Regions from separate parts of the Ovis aries genome. Here region 2 is linked to region 1. The links are chromatin contacts, called in public Hi-C maps. All regions are on one chromosome and are shown on one strand. Each heading gives the region's core, a stretch centred on a gene start, on an enhancer-like site or on the middle of the called end of the contact. The rest is flanking DNA. Distances are from core to core; before and after follow the strand shown.

Evidence for each region. A called contact is a pair of places that touch in the nucleus more often than the background predicts.
Region 2: a contact with region 1 is called in a Hi-C map of hypothalamus, with 3 times the contacts expected there. The contact joins the enhancer-like site here to the promoter of SLC9A1 in region 1. A contact is called at or near these places in 10 of 16 Hi-C or Micro-C datasets (blood, hypothalamus, liver and 5 more).

What each region holds. Positions count from the first base shown.
Region 1 is chr2:239,810,545-239,815,542 of ARS-UI_Ramb_v3.0, reverse strand. It overlaps SLC9A1 (solute carrier family 9 member A1), which reads right to left and starts at 1,309. Exons shown (of 12, transcript XM_004005085.5): 1 at 159-1,309. The coding sequence starts at 510.
Region 2 is chr2:239,856,656-239,861,845 of ARS-UI_Ramb_v3.0, reverse strand. It overlaps SLC9A1 (solute carrier family 9 member A1), which reads right to left. Exons shown (of 12, transcript XM_004005085.5): 3 at 4,474-4,724; 4 at 3,358-3,575; 5 at 2,014-2,216; 6 at 443-532. Among named protein-coding and RNA genes, the nearest start is that of SLC9A1, 45 kb to the right of the region's middle. Within about 2 kb of position 1,400, at least 4 of the 54 cell types and tissues checked have an H3K27ac peak or open chromatin away from gene starts, as enhancers often do. A contact at or near this core is called in hypothalamus, where this site is marked.

The DNA of each region.
Region 1 (4,998 bases), core at 60-2,559:
GAGCTCAAGTTTGAGAAGCATCAAGATGGCCGGATGGAGGCCGCCTACTATACAGAACCAGTCCAGACCCTCATTCCTAGGCAGCTTCAAGTGGTAAGGATGGGAACAGGCTCCTCAGCTAGGTGACAGCGGAAGCATCGGGGGCTAGGTGGACTTACCTATCTTCATGAGGCAGGCCAGTAGGATCCAAAGGGCGATTTCGAAGGGTGTGCGCACGTGTTGGTAGTCGATGCCCAGGACTGGAAAGGCCTTTCGAGCCTTTGGGCTGTGTTCAGCGAAGGAATGGTTAACTGGGCGGCTCTCGGGGGCGAGCTCCGGTGGGGCGGTGGTGACATCCCCAATTGAACGTTCTCGGGGAGGCTCTGAGCCTCTGATGGTGCTGGCGGTAGGGCTGGGCTGGAGGCCATGGCTTCTGAGAACCGGCAGCAGCCCCACCAAGGCTACCACCACAAGCAACGACGGAAAGATTCGAGGCGGAGGGAGGCCACTGGCGCCAGACCACAGAAGCATCCCGCTGCTTACCCACCCCCCCGACCCTTAGCAAAATAAGAGTAAGACCTGGGACATAGGTAGCAAGGGGTCAGCAGGAGGGGGCAGGAGAGACTGCGAGAATCTCTAGGCAAAGTTCATGTTTGAGAGATGTGTTTTTGTGGAAGCAGTCCTCTGGAGGTGGAAAGAAGGCTGGGTTCCCGATCTAGAACGCCAAACTGGGGAAGAGGGACCAGGACCCAGTTAGGACCATAAGAGGAGACCAAAAGGTTTGGAACTCCAGGCCTGGGAAAGGGGGTGGGGGAGGGGAGAGGCAGCACCCTAGGGACAGAGGAAGGAACAGGATGGGGCCGCAGGCAAGGAAAAGGGAAGGCGGGGACCCTCTGCTGAGAAGAGTGGCTGAGCTGCTGGGACTCTTGCTAAGGGAAGGAGTAGAGAGCCTGAGCTAGAAGAAGGGGATCGAAGGGGGTGGGACCCAGTCCAGGAAAAGAAGAAAGGGAGCTGAGAGCCCAGGCTGCGAGGAAGGAGTGAAACCAGAGAGCGGCCGGGAGCTTCCCCACCCAAAGAAGGACCGGGGTGCAGGCGCGCCGGGCTGAGATTCCGGGGAAATGGAGGGAGGCGGAAGGCGGAGGCAGGCGGCCTGGAGAAAGGGCGCCTTGGCGTGGGCTGGGGGCGGCTCGCGGTGGGCCAGCAGCGAAATGCCCCTCCTTGCGGCCCCGGCGCCGTGCTGCGCTGCACCCTGGCCCAGCTTCAGTTCCTCCGCGTCCAGCTCCACTTCCAGTTGCAGCCCCAGCCCTGGCACCGGCGGCGGCTGACTGCTGTCTACTGAGCTCGGTACTGCCACTTATAGGCACCAGCGAGCAGCCGGCGCTGCGGGCTAGAAGGACCTGTCAGTGCCCGCGCGATGCAGCGACCCCTGTCGCCGAGGAAAGGAAGGATCGCGTCGAAAGAGAAGGGAAGAGTCAGAGATGGCCAAAGTCCAGCATCTAGAGATTCTAATTTTAAAAAGGGTAAAATGCTGTGCTAATGACAAAGCGCTGTTCACATCCACCTTCGCAGTCTCATGGAGACTTCCCAGGAAACGTGAATGATGTTTTATTGCCTTAGACATTTAGTTACCATGCGACCTTGAGCAAATTACTTAACCTCTGTTCCACAGCTATCTCATCTGAAAAAGTGGAGATAACAGGAGTACCTATACCTGCTGTAGCAAAGTATGTTGTGTTAGTGGCTCCAGTCGCGCCCGACTCTTTACAACCCCATGGACTGCAGCCCACCAGACTCCTCTGTCCATGGGATTTTCCAGGCAAGGATACTGTAGTCGGTTGCCATTTCCTTCTCCAGGGGATCTTCCCAACCTAGGGATCGAGCCCTGGTCTCCCACACTACAGACAGGGTCTTTATCGCCTGAGCTACCAAGGAAGCCAGTAGTAAAGTATAAGTGACGGCTAAATGAGATAATCTATGCAAAGTGTTTAGAATGGAGCCCAGGATGTGGAACCATGATGATGCTTCCAGCTTTGCAGATGAAGAAATAGGTCAAGAAATTTCCTTGGATAGTATCAAAATAGTTATGTTGAATTTCTAGGACCTCTGTAACAAAGTTCCACAAACTGAGTGGCTTAAAGAATAGAAATTTATTGTCTCATACACTGGAGGTTAGAGGTCTGAAGTCAAGGGGTCAGCAGAGGACTTCTGAGGGTTCTGAGGAAGAATCTCTTCCAGGTATCTCTCCTAGCTTCTGGTGGTTTGCAGCAATCTTTGGTGCTCCATTGTAACACCAGTCTTCACTTTGAGAGGGTAACAGGCAGGAAGGCCAGGGGTCTCTAAACAGAGGAAATAGTTTGTAAGTGTCAGACATTTTTATCTTTTTTAAGCAGCAGGAGGAAACAAACTAGTGATATTTAAAAAAAAAAATAATCTGCCCTTCTTCAAAATTCAAATTAATCATTTTATGGCCCCAAATAAGCCATTTGGTGCCAAAATTATCCCAAAATACATCTTATGAGTAAGGGGCCTGGTGCCATTCTAAGTTTTAAGACATTCCTTTCTTTCATTAACAGACTGCTAATAACTATATAATATCCAACTAAAGACTAGCAGAGGGGGTACTCTTTCTGCCCCCCTCTGATGCCTGTGTCAAAAACTTTATCTCCTTTATACTTTAATAAAACTTTATTACACAAAAGCTCTAAATGATCAAGCCTCGTCTCTGGCCCCAGATTAAATTCTTCTCCTCCAGGAGCCAAAAATCCCAGCGTTGTGATTCAACAGCAACCTTTCAACTTGGTGATCTCTCTGGGCCTCTGTCTCTGGGTCCAGGATTCCCTCTTTTTTCAAGGTTTCCAGTCACATTGGATTAGGGGCCCACCCTAAAGACCTGCTGGGCTTCCCTGGCGGCTCCGATGGTAAAGAATCTGCCTGCAATGTAGAAGACCCCAGGTCGATCCCTGGGTAGGGAAAACCCCCTGGAGAAGGGCATGGCTACCCACTCCAATATTCTTGCCTGGAGAATACCATGGACAGAGGAGCCTGGCGGGCTACAAAAGAGTTGAACTCCACCGAGTGACTAACACACACACACACACTCTAACGGCTTCATCTTAGTCTGCTCATCTTCAATAACCCTGTTTTCAAATGAGTCCACATTCGCAGGTGCTGGGGGTTAGAAACAACATCTTTGCAGAGGACACAATTCAACCCACAGCAGGGGTGGAACTGAGATTTGAATGTATATGTGATTGTGTATTGATTGGAATTGGTAAGATTCAAGTGATCATGGCTGTACACTGGAATCCTTGGAAAGCTATGAAAAACTACCACTGCCTGGGACCTTCAGAGGTTCATATCCAGAGCCCAAGAATGGTGGACAGTTTTTCAAAAGATTCCCCGGGTGATTCTAGTGTACAGCTAGGACTGAAAACTTGAAATTACTGAAATGCCATCCCTGTTTTTCAGAAGAGTAAATCAAGGCCAAGGAAGTTGAAGTGATTACCTTGAGATCACAAAATTATTTCAAAGGGGCTCAGTTCAGTTTAGCAACTGTTTATGGGCTTCTTGACAAGGATTTGTGTTAGGCTTTGGCAACACAGACATAATGGGTAGGAAGGAGGCAGCAATGATTGGGAGGGGGCACAAAGTGGGTACAACAAGGGCTTCTAGGGGCTGATACTGTTCCCTTTCTTTCATGGGTGATGAATACAAAGGTTATACTGTGATAACCCACCGAGTGCTCATGATCTGTGCACTTTTCATAAGATATGCTCTCCTTTCACAAGAAGGTATATTCAAATGATACGAGAGTGATGTGATTGTGACTGAAGGTGCCAACGTGAAACTGATTCTCTGTACGTCACATTCTCCTGGCACGGGTCCAGCTACTTGCGAGATGACGGAAGAGCCCAGAAGAGCCTTCAGAGAAAGCCAAGGGCCTCGTGTCACCTGACAGCAGACGAAAGGATAACATCAGCTATAATGGAAACAACTGAAGAGAAGAAAAGCATTTGGGGCAAGAATGAGAATAATGGCATTATGCCTCGCAACGGTTCAGTCCTGCATGATTTACGCCCAAGGGCTCCAGGTTTACCAATGTCCCAAGTCCTGTTGCTCAATAGTAGCCATTACTCTCATTCCCACTTTACAGATGGAAAAAAATGGAGATTTAAACATAAAGCCATTTGGCCAAGATAACACAGCTGTTAGATAATAGATCCAGGATTTAAGTTAGTTTTCTTACGTCTTAATCCAGAGCTCTTTCAAAACACCACAGGTTCAATATAGCAAAAAGAAGGGCGAATGTGGGGTTAGTGGAGGGACTTTATGCAGGTGACATGGAGAGGGAACCCTGAGACCTTTCCAGCTTTTTTTTTTTTTTTTTTTTCCCACGCCACACAGCTTGCAGGATCTCAGTTCCCTGACCAGGGCTTGAAGCTGGGCTGCGACAGTGAAAGGGCCGAATCCTAACCACTAGACCATCAGGGAACTCCCAGTTCTTTCCAGTCTTGAGGGCAACGTTCAACAGTATGCTCTGATCCTCCTCAGTCTCCAGTCAGTCCTTGGGTACCAGCCTGGGAAGTAGTAGATCCCGTGAGGACCAGGAAATACCAGCCCTGAGATCCTCCGCAGCCTGGAGAAGGTTTCACCAGCATGACAGTGCCAAGAAAGAGCCCTTGGGAAAAACCACCCAGGACAACCAAGGCCCAGCCTGGACCACACAGTAGAACATAAAAGTTAAGGTTAAGAATCTAGCCAGATCTGGGGCTTCCCTGGCGGTCTGGTGGTTAAAATCTGCCTGCCAATGCAGGGGACACCGGTTCCAAGCCTGGTCTGGAAAGATGCTACATGCTGAGGAGCAACTAAGCCCGTGTGCCACAACTGCTGAAGCTCGTAGGCCTAGACCCTCTGCTCTGCAACGAGAGAAGCCACCACAGTGAGGAGCCCACGTACAGCAATGACGAGCAGCCCCTGCTCGCTGCAACTAGAGAAAGCCCGAGAACAGCAACCACGACC
Region 2 (5,190 bases), core at 151-2,650, 46 kb before region 1:
GGCCAGGTCAAGCCTTACTACTGGGCTCCTTCCGGACCAAGACTCCTGAATGGGCCCCCACCTTCCACCCCAGGGCTGCTCTGCTCAACCCAGCCCTGTAGTTCCAGAAGCAGCCAGGAGGTGGCGCCCACACCCCACTCATCCTGAAGCCCTGTGGACCCCTCCAGCCCTCTGCCACTGGGGCCCAGCTGAACCATCTTCTCTGAATCCACTTGTGCCCAGCACCTGGGCCAGGTCTCCCCAGAGGCAGAGACGGCATGACGCTCTCTCCTCAGGTTCCTGGCTGCTCACACCACCCCTCGCTATGGGGTGACCTGGTGACCTCAGGAGGCACTGGATGAGGGAGGAGGGGCTGCCTGAGGACATGGATGCAAGGCCTAGCTGACCCCTAGCTCCCTAAGCCTCCTCCTGCAACACAGGGCCCAGGCCCAGCTGCCAGTACCTGCGTGTGGATCTCCTCGTTGATAGAACGCTTCGTTTCTTGCTTTTTCTTCACAGCCAGCAGGTCTACCAGGGGCCGAATGGTCATGCCCTGGGGGGGGCGGGGGTGTGTGTCAGGCACTCCAGTTCTGCCACCCTGGCAGGGAGGCCACAGAGGTCCTCCAACCTAAGGTCCCTGAGCCTGGGATGCCCTTTGCTCTGACGTCCCCAATCTCCCAACATCCAAGCTTCGCTTATATTAAGCCCACTTACTCCTGAAGACATGGCCAGGGGGTTCACATCCAGCCAAGGGACTCACACACAGGCCAGCTAGCCCGGGCCAGAGTTCAAGTGTGAGCTCCACCACAAATCCGCTGTCACTTAACAGGGAAGACCACCTCTGCTCCGGCCCCCTTGCAGGTTTTTGACCCAGAAGGACCCAGTAAGGACAGCAGTAGCTAATCTAACTGCACACTTGTCAAGTGCCAGGGCCAGTGGTGTTTTCACTAGAATTAGCATTTCAATACCTGCAATGACCCCTTCCTTGTCCCCATTGTACAGATGAGGAAACTGAGACTGAGAGAGGTCAAGTAACTCCCTAAGGTCTCACAGAAGTAGTAAAGCTGGATTCAAACTCAGGCAGGGGGGTCCCTACCTCAATGCTGCGTTCATTAAAAACTGGCTTAGTAAACCAACTGCAAAATAAGGTGATAAAATATTTTGGAAGACGGAAGCAGGGCAAGATGATCAAAGAGGCAGCCTCTTCTCCTTTTAAAAGACAGAAGACAAGTCCAGCCCCAGGAAGTTTGCTCTACACTGTGCTCTCTGGAGAACGCAATGATGTTTCCCACTGAGGGCTTGTCTAGGGTTATGATCCAGGAAACATGGAGCAAACACACAGATGAAGTGTTTCTCACTTGCCCAAAGTCACGGGTCAGATAACGAGAAATGGTTTACATCATCTCAAGCTGGGCTCCCTCAGGGACTCCAGGGGTGGGTGAGGTTCTCAGCTAAGCCTGAGTCGTTCAAATGCACAGAAATCACAGCCAGCAGCTGGAAGGACTCTTCAGGATCAGCTGGTCCAGTCCCCTCACTTCACAGATAGGGATCTGAGACCCAGAGATGGGAGGAGAATCTTTCCAGGCTCACACTGACAGCAGCAGAGCTCTGGCTAACGACTTCGGACGGTGCCGCTCAGGGGCCGTTTCGCCTTTCCAGCCCCCGTGCTGCGCTACTGCCCCCATTTGACTGATGTGGAAACTGAGACCCTAAGAGAATAAACCACTTCCCCAAATCCCTACCGTGAGCTTCATGGTCCTGCTGACTGGACACACTCCTCTCAGCACTACCTGGGCTCCTGACTGAGCTGGGCAGCATCACTCCACAGTGATGCGTGACCAGGCTCTTCCTTTGCAACTGAGCACACCGAGGCCCGGAAAGGCGGGGACTTGTCCAGGGCTGCACGAGGCGCTGCTAGAGCTGGAACTACAACCCATGCTGCCCGCTGCCCTCCTAGCCCCGCTCCGGCATGCGCTTCCTCTTTCCTGGCAGGGTCAGGGTCCCCAGGCAGGGCTGCTCTGCCCTGTCCAGCACCTGCACAAAGACGGTGAAAAAGATGACGGTGATGATGGCCGTGAGGAACAGGTCACACATAGGGAAGTGCTTCTTGTCCAGGAGGTAGCCCAGGGAGAAGGCGATGGCCCCTCGCAGGCCCCCGTAGGCGATGATGAACTGGTCCTTGGGGGTCAACTTCACGATGCGGAACTTGTTGATGAACCAGGTCAGGCCCAGCACGCCTGCCAGGGAGGGGAAGCAAGGGGTCAGACTGTCCTAGCCCCTCACGCCTTCTGCAGCTGGGAGATTTTCTGTTTGGAGGAAGCCTCCACTGGTAAACCCGCCCAGCTAATTCATATCTCAGGTCCCTCAGTCCAAGGTGCTCCTAATCCCTCAGTCCGAGAGTTGGGTGGATCTTTAAGGGAGGTCCCTCACCTGTATATACTTTAGAGACATTACAGAGGCCTCCAGGGGCTGGGGGGCAGAAGGGTACCAGGAAAAGAGATGAGACAAGACTGGCTACAAGTTGATACCTATTAAATATGATAGGTACACGGGGCCTACTTTTCTATGTGTTTGAAATTTTCTGTAATAAAAAGTTGTTTTAAAATGCTAGGGCTTCCCTGGCGGTCCAGTGGTTAAGACTCCATGCTTGCACTGCAGGGAGCACGGGTTCGATTCTTGGTTGAGGAACTAAGAGCGCACCTGCAGCATGGCCAGGGCGGGTGGGGAATTGCAGAGGCAGGTCGGAGTCCAGTCTCAACCCCACAGCCCCAGAATCTCCAGAGGATGAGGCCCAGGATGAAAGGGTTTTTAAGACAGCACAGCAAGTTAAGTGCCACACCCAGACCTAAACTCAGAGAGGAGATGAGATCCATGGGCAGAAGCCACATGGTCACTGAGGTAACGTGCATCCAGAAGGTGAGGCAGCTGCCCAAGGGCCTGAGGCCTGGTGCCCAGCGGTGCCCAGGTGTGCCCCGGGGCTGGTAGCAGCAGTTGGGAGGCTCTGCAGCAGACTCCGCAAGTGCCAAAGTCACGCGTGGGAAGAGGCAGTGCAAAGACCACAAACCTGAACACAGATCTGGCCCTGGGGGCCTCAGTCCCCTCCTCAGATACTGACTGGCTCAGAGTCCCAGGGTTGCTGAGGCCTCTTCCACGTGCACACCATGGCTGTTTCCCCCGGGAGGGCGGCCCTCTATCCCCTCCAGGGCTCATAAGGGCCTCAGCGCTGCAGGGAGCGGGAATGGGGAGGCCCCCGTCCTGCAGGGGCGCTGGGAGCAGCCTGGAGTCAAGCCTGCCACCTCCACACACAGCGTGCACCTAGCTGCCACACGCACACACCCCCTGCCACGCGCACACCCCTCTCCGGGCCCGGCCCCTCACCCAGCACTCGGGCGATGAGGCAGAAGAGCAGGGTGCTGATAACAAACGTCCAGTTCCAGTGGTGCGAGCCGGCCACGGTGGAGACGCCCAGGAAGATGAAGATGAGGGTTTCGCTGACGCTGCTCCACATCTTGAGGAAATACTTGATGGTCGTGTGGGACTTGTGGGAGATGTTGGCCTCCACGTAGGGGCGCATCACCACGCCCGAGGCAATGAGTCTGGGGGTCAGGGGAGGAAAGAGCGGGCAGCGGGGTTCAGAGTTGAGTCGCACCCTCCCAGGGCGCCTCCAGAGACAGGGAGGCAGGCAGGGGCCGGGCGCCTGAGCTCCTCTCACGGGTCAGACGCCTCTGCCGGCTTCCAACCCCTGTTCTCAACACTCTCAGCCAACCCTGCAGACACGGATGAATTCTGGCATTTTCCAGATGAGAGATCTGAGACGTGCAGAAATGAAGTCACCTGCCCATGGTCACACTGCCACAGAGTGGCAGAGCTAAGACACGAACAAAAGAAGTTCTGCCCAGCTCCTAAGCCTGGGCCTTTTCCCCGAGGCCCCGTGGCCTCTCCACCTGACAGGGGTCACGCCTCTGGCCACAGGTTTATCCCCACCAGAGTGTGGTGTCCCCGCAGGAAGCCCTCCCAGCCTGGCGCCCACACTCGGGCTCCACTCCGACTGGCCCAGCCTCCTCATTGTTACCGCCATCCCCGTCCCCTAATCCAGCCTTGGCACTTCCAGTGACTTCCCCTAGCGGAGCACCTTGACACCTCACGGCTTTCCCGCTCCCCCTCTACCATCCAACCCCAACTGCAAGAAGCAGCTGGGGCCTCAGGACTCCCGCCTCAAGGGAAGCCCTGAGCACCCTCGCTAGGGCTGCTGAAGGGAGCAGCGGGTGCGAGTGCCTGCGTCCGGAGACCGCCAAGGTACTCCCTTTGTAACAAGAGAATAAAAGAAATAGCTAGGCTAAGGCTTTCCAGAACCTTAAACTCCGTGCTTCTGGGCAGTCCTGAGATTTGAAGCCTGGATCCGGGGGGCTGGGCCCTGGGGAGCTCCCTTTGACCCTCCAAGCCCGGGGGAATCTGAGTTGGCGCCCCCCCCCCCCACGCCACGCCCAGACTCACGCCATGATGCCCGACAGGTGGAAGAGCTCGGCCGACAGGTAGGCCATGTAGCTGTAGAGGAAGACGAAGAGCGGCTCGATGACGCGGATGTGGGAGGTGAAGCGGGAGGTGAAGGCTGCGATGACCCCGTAGACCACGCCCACGAACACCCCACCCAGGGACACCACGAAGAAGCTCAGGAAGCCGAGGATGATGTCCACGATGCCCACCCGGTCGTAGTTGGCAAACTCCTCAAAGAGGTGATACAGGACCTGGGAAGGGTGTGCAGGCTGGTTGGCAGGCGGGTGGGCATCCTGCCCTGTGGCTCCTGGGGGTCACCCAGGGTGGGGCCCTGCCCCATGGCTCCTGGGGTTCACCCAGGGCGATTCTGTCCCCTCTGTTGACCACAGCCAAGAGGTGGCAGAGGAGTCTGGGGGCCAGAGGGTCTTTGGGCCTGCAGCGGGCTGTGCAGAAAAAGAGCCCAGCTCTGCAGCCAAACCACCTGGGTTAAAATTCTGACTCTGCTGCTCCCCAGCTGTACACATGGGGCAAATGACTCAACCTCCCTGTGCTTCAGTTTTCCTGTCCAGAAAATGGGGGCAATAGTACCAACCTCATAGGGCTACTGTGAGATTTAATTAGTTAATGAAAGCAAATTGCCTATCACAGCATTAGCTGCTATTCACCAAGCTCATCATGCACGCCCCTGCCTGGATTTTGGTCTTTCCTTTAGCACAA